Linked DNA regions of Danio rerio: region 1 is linked to region 2. The links are chromatin contacts, called in public HiChIP or PLAC-seq maps. All regions are on one chromosome and are shown on one strand. The core of a region is the stretch at or near the end of the contact, and the rest is flanking DNA. Distances in the headings are between cores, read along the strand shown. Region 1 holds the start of arglu1b (arginine and glutamate rich 1b). Region 2 holds the start of lancl1 (LanC antibiotic synthetase component C-like 1 (bacterial)).

Region 1 (2,700 bases), core at 22-2,521, 160 kb after region 2:
TCATCCTTACACGCCATTTAGACCGAATATTCACAGTACAGTTATAGGGGCCACAAGTTGTCACTGTTCAGAATTTAACGAATGTCTGAATATAAAACCAAATTTACCTCAATTAAAAAACAAATACAATGGAAGCCAATGTTTAGTTTTACATCTTTCTTCAAAGTATCTTCTATTGTGTCCAACAGAAGTAAGAAACTCACAAAGGATTTGAAACGAGTGAAGGAGTAAATGATGACTGAATTTAGATCTTTGAGTGAACTATCTGACATGGATCGAAGAACAATTGATTAAGGTAAAGTTGGTTTTATATTCACACATTCATTCAGTGACAACTTTTAACATGCTCATATATTGTGTACTGTACTTTGAATATTTGGTCTGAAACCACATGCGTGTTCGACTTAAAAACATTAACACTATTGACTATGAACAATGTTACTTTGATAGCCATTAGCTGCTAATATGATTTCACTACTTGGAATTTGCAAAGCATACTTTTCTGAAATTATATTAAGGAAAACGTCCAAATGTTTGAATATGAAACGATTTTTACCCCAATGTGAAATGGTACTTAAACAGTAACTTTTAAAGGCTGTAAGACTGAGGTGTTGTTTACTGTACATTGGTAACAGATTTATTTGATGAGAGAGCAGGTCGGCTACTCACATTCTCCTCTGTCTTTCCATCTCGACTTTCTTCTCTTCCTCTTCTTTCTTCTGCTTTTCATCCACAGCGCTCCTCTTGCTCAGCGCCCTGCCGAAAATGTCGATCCTCTCTGGCGGAGATGCGGCTCTCTCTCGGTCCCGCCGAGACGTGGCCGTGTTTGATCTGGACCGGGAGCGCGACTCTCTCCTGCGGTTCCTTTTGGACTCTCGCGACTTGGAGCGCCTCTTCCTCTCCCTGTCCCGGGATCTCGATCGAGATCTGCTTCGCTTTTTGCTGTGCTTACTGGTTTTGGAGTGCTTGGAGCGGGAAGAGCTGCGGCTCCTCGAGCGACCCATTTCAGACGCCGGTTGAGTTGCAGAAGCCAGGAGACTGAACACCACTAAAGCATCGGACTGACGAACACACACACCTGCTAGACCTTCACGCTAACCCCAAATCGCACATTTAAGGAATCAGCGCAGACTGCATGACAATAATCTCGAAGGCGGAACTCTTATTTGGAAGTAAATGGTTTAATAACAATGGTATTTTATCTGCAGCATACAATTTATCTTGTATAGTTAAAAAGCAAGATGGAGGATGGCTGATCTCAGATCCCAGCATGCAATTCCTTGTTTTTCTTTTGTTGTGAGGATCGAGGCTTGGCCACATAGACGATTGCCATCATGTGGCGTGGAGAGCAAACGAGTGAATTGTTTGGAGTTCATTCAATGAACCGATTTGCAACCGAGTCATCACTCTTATTTCACTCTTGCATAACAAAGCTCTAATTTGAAAATGAAATGTAGCCACATTTTATCATTTTTGTAAATTAGCCTTTAATGTTTTTAGATTATTTTAAAATCTCATTAAAGTAACTGGTCATTAGCTAAAATGTACAAAAACATTTATGATGGATTTCTTATATTGTTCCCCTACATAATGTTAACGTTTACTATTAAATAGAATTAAAATGTGTCATATCATACAAAAATAACTTCATGTATTTTGAATATATATTCCCGAAAATGCACAAATCAAAAATCTGGAGCAAGTTGGCATCAATAGCCTAGTGGTTATAAGTGCGGCGACATATAGCACCATGGTGCTCATGGCAACCCTAGTTCGATTCCCAGCTTAAGGTCCTTTGCCAACCCTTCCCCTCTCTCTGCTCGAAATACTTTCCTGTCTGTAACCTCCACTGTCTTATATCAAATAAAGGTGAAAAACCTTTTTTTGGAGCAACCGCTTTTCCTGGGCTGGGTTGCAGGGGCAGCAGTTTTAGGAGAGAAACCCACACTTTCCTCTCCCCAGACAGCTCCTTCGGGGGGATCCCGAGGCGTTCCCAGGTCAGTCGAAATAGTCCCTCCAGCGTGTGCTGGGTCTTCCACGAGGCCTCTTCCCGGTGGGACATGCCTGGGACACTTCCCTAGGTAGGCGTCCAGGAGGCATCCGAAACAGATGCCCGAGCCACCTCAGCAGACTTCTCCCGATGTGGAGGAACAGTGGCTCTTCTCCGAGCTCCTCCTGGATGTCAGAGCTCCTGACCCTATCCATAAGATTGCACCATGCCACCCTTCGAAAGAAACTCATTTCGGCCACTTGTATCGAAGATCTTGTCCTTTTAGTCATGACCCAAAACTCATGGCCATAGGTGTCGTAGGAATGTATTGATCCGTAAATCGAGAGCCTTGCCTTCCGGCTCAGCTCCTTTAACACAACAGTCAGATGCAACGACCGCATTACTGCTGCTGCTATACCAGTCCGCCTGTCAATCTCACGTTCCATCCTTCCCTCACTCGTAAACAAAACCCCGAGATTCTTGAACTCATCCGCCTGGGGTAAGAACTTTCCTCCAACCTGGAGATGGCAAAGCACCTTTTTCCGGTGGAGCTCCATGGCCTCGGACTTGGAGATGCTGATTCTCATCCCAGCCGTGTCACACTCGGTAGCAAACCAATAATTACTGTTTCAAAGCAGCTTTACAAAAGGTGATGTCTATATGTACATATTTAATGAAGTGTATGAAATTAAGTGCAACATTGAAAAGCT
Region 2 (2,711 bases), core at 56-2,555:
TAAAAGATCTTCCTTCATTCTATTCATGCACTGCCATCATTTCATGACCAATCACCTGTCAGCTATAACATTACTGAGGAAACTTCACGGCAAGAGCATTTCTTCCTGTCAACAAAGGCCTGAAAATCATGCAAATTAATAAAGTAAAACAGACTTTTTAGTATTATTTATTTTTAGTTGTATTCATATCTGAGGGTTTATTTTGGGGGTTGTGCCTTATTTGCAACATCCAAACACTAAATAATTGTTATGATATACAGTATTAACATGTACACTGCAACAGGTTTGTTTGTTTTTTTGTCACTAAACATGATCACACTCTTCACTGTTTCTAGATCTATCACTAAATTTAATTTAATCTTCATATTAGAAAAAAATATATATATAAAATTTATATTGTATTTTACATATTATTTGATATCCATGACAGCAATGATTTAGCATTGTTTTTATTCCCAATAAATAAATTAGTCAATTAACATGTATTATTTTATTTTATTTTATTTTATTTTATTTTATTTTAGGAAAGCATGCGTCCAATATTTTCCCAAAACTTGGGAAGTTGAACTTGTGGTAATTCTCAATCAATAAATTAGTTAATTAACATTTATTATTATTTTATTTTTATTTTATGTTTTTTATTTTTATAATTTATTTTATTTTATGCGTGCAATATTTTACCAAAACTTGGAAAGTTGAACTTGTTTTTATTCCCAATAATAAATAGTTCGATAACATTTATTATTATTTTCTTTTCTTTTTAATTTAATTTATTTATTCATTTATTTATTATTTTATTTGTTTTATTTAATTTTGTTTAATTTAATTATTATATATATATATATATATATATATATATATATATATATATATATATATATATATATATATATATATATATATATATATAATTTTTTTTATTATTATTTTATTTTATGTGTGCAATATTTTCTCAAAACTTGGTTTTATTCCCAATTGATAAATTAGCTAATTAACTTAAATTTTATTTTATTTACTTTTCATTTTATTTTTATTTTATTTTGTTTTATTTATTTTTCTTTTATTTTTTATGAAAGCATGTGTGCAATATTTTCCTAAAACTTTAAAATAATCAGATCAATTAATCATCAAAATAAATTTAAAAAAGAAATAAATCTACATAGACCTACCGTTCTAGTATTTATTAATTATCTGGTATAATTAATAATAAATAATTATTATTTACCTATCACAATGATGACGACAATGACGATGACCCTCCTGAACACTAGATGGCGGCATTGAGTCAAACCAAAACAGCGTGTCCTGAGATCAGACGAGAAGAATTCAACAGTGCAGCACTCGAACGGTATGTTTACTGTTATAAAATAAATGTTAGGAAATTGTTTTGCCAAGAGCACATGTGATTGCAAACGCCTGCTGTTGCTGCGCGAGTATTAAGCCAGAATTATTTCCTGCATGTTTTGTTCTTCACGCATTCTTGTATTGTCGGAGAGTAAAGAAGGGGGCGTGTGTTTCTCGGCCCCGGTTTTATTTAACTAACTGTAACTGCAAATATATTATTGTAGATTCATAAAACGAATAATTTGGATAGTGTTTCCTTTATACAATTTGTGAGCTGAACATCTGGGTTTGTGCGGATTTATTTTGTAGGCCCTAATCGCATGCTTCAGTATCACAGGATTTTGGTGCGTCATAAGTTTTTATACACAGCAGATGACTCTACATTACAGGTCTGTAATTCAGATAAACGTTCAACGTAAAGTATTTCATACGAATATGAGGCCCAGAAATATTAAATTCAGGGGTACAAATAATAACCTTAAATATTCGACACGAGTATTTATTATGTAAACAATAAAACGTTTAATTTAAACCTGCAAATTATAACAACAACAACATTCATATGTGCATCTGAGTGGCTAAAAAATTGTATGAAAATATTGGAACACGCATGTTGTGATTAACTAAATGTTTTATTTCCGTGTTAAGGCCAGGCATCACCATCGTGGCCTAAAATATTATTCCAAAATGGAGCTGCCATCTTTTTTTTTTTTTTTTTTTTTTTTAATTAACTTATGCTCTTTATTAGTGCGACACGGTGGCTCGGTGGTTAGCACTGTCGCCTTACAACAAGAAGGTCGCTAGTTTGAGCCCAGGCTGGGTCAGTTGACATTTCTGTGTGGAGTTTGGACGTTCACCCCGTGTTGGCGTGGGTTTCCTCCCGGTGCTCTGGTTTCCCCAACAAAGACATGTGCTATAGGGGAATTGAATACTAAACTGGCTGTAGTTTCTGAAGGAGTGTGTATGGATGTTTCCCAGTTCTGAGTTGCAGCTGGAAGCTTAAAACGTGCTGGATTAGTTGGCGGTTCATTCGTCTGTTGCCACCCCTGATGAATAAAGGGACTAAGCCCAAGAAAAAATGAATAATTGAATGCTCTTTATTTCAGATCTCTTCAAAATGTCTGAACAACGAGCCTTGAAGAATCCTTATCCAGATTACACTGGGCTGGGATGTGCACAAGACTTGTTTGACATGCAGGGAAATGTGAGTGATTAAAAATAAAATGCATATACAGTGCTTAGCATATATACAGTAAGTACACCTCTCACAAATTTCTCTTTTAAATTCATATTTTTTAATAGGAAGCTATACAGTATTATATTTGTGCATATACATTAATTTAGTCAGACCTGAAGACAAATCTGGA

What was found. HiChIP or PLAC-seq counts read pairs in DNA pulled down with a chosen protein or histone mark.
Region 1: an H3K4me3 HiChIP or PLAC-seq map of gastrula embryo shows a contact between it and region 2, with 2.2 times the contacts expected there. The contact joins the promoter of arglu1b here to the promoter of lancl1 in region 2. A contact is called at or near these places in 2 of 4 datasets of contacts at active chromatin or transcription factors (embryo and gastrula embryo).

What each region holds. Positions count from the first base shown.
Region 1 is chr1:9,094,194-9,096,893 of GRCz12tu, forward strand. It overlaps arglu1b (arginine and glutamate rich 1b), which reads right to left and starts at 1,272. Exons shown (of 4, transcript NM_200162.1): 1 at 670-1,272. The coding sequence starts at 1,004.
Region 2 is chr1:8,938,591-8,941,301 of GRCz12tu, forward strand. lancl1 (LanC antibiotic synthetase component C-like 1 (bacterial)) reads left to right here and starts at 1,306. Exons shown (of 11, transcript NM_001009891.2): 1 at 1,306-1,348; 2 at 2,451-2,548. The coding sequence starts at 2,462. LOC141384472 (a long non-coding RNA gene) reads left to right here. Exons shown (of 12, transcript XR_012405417.1): 12 at 1-143.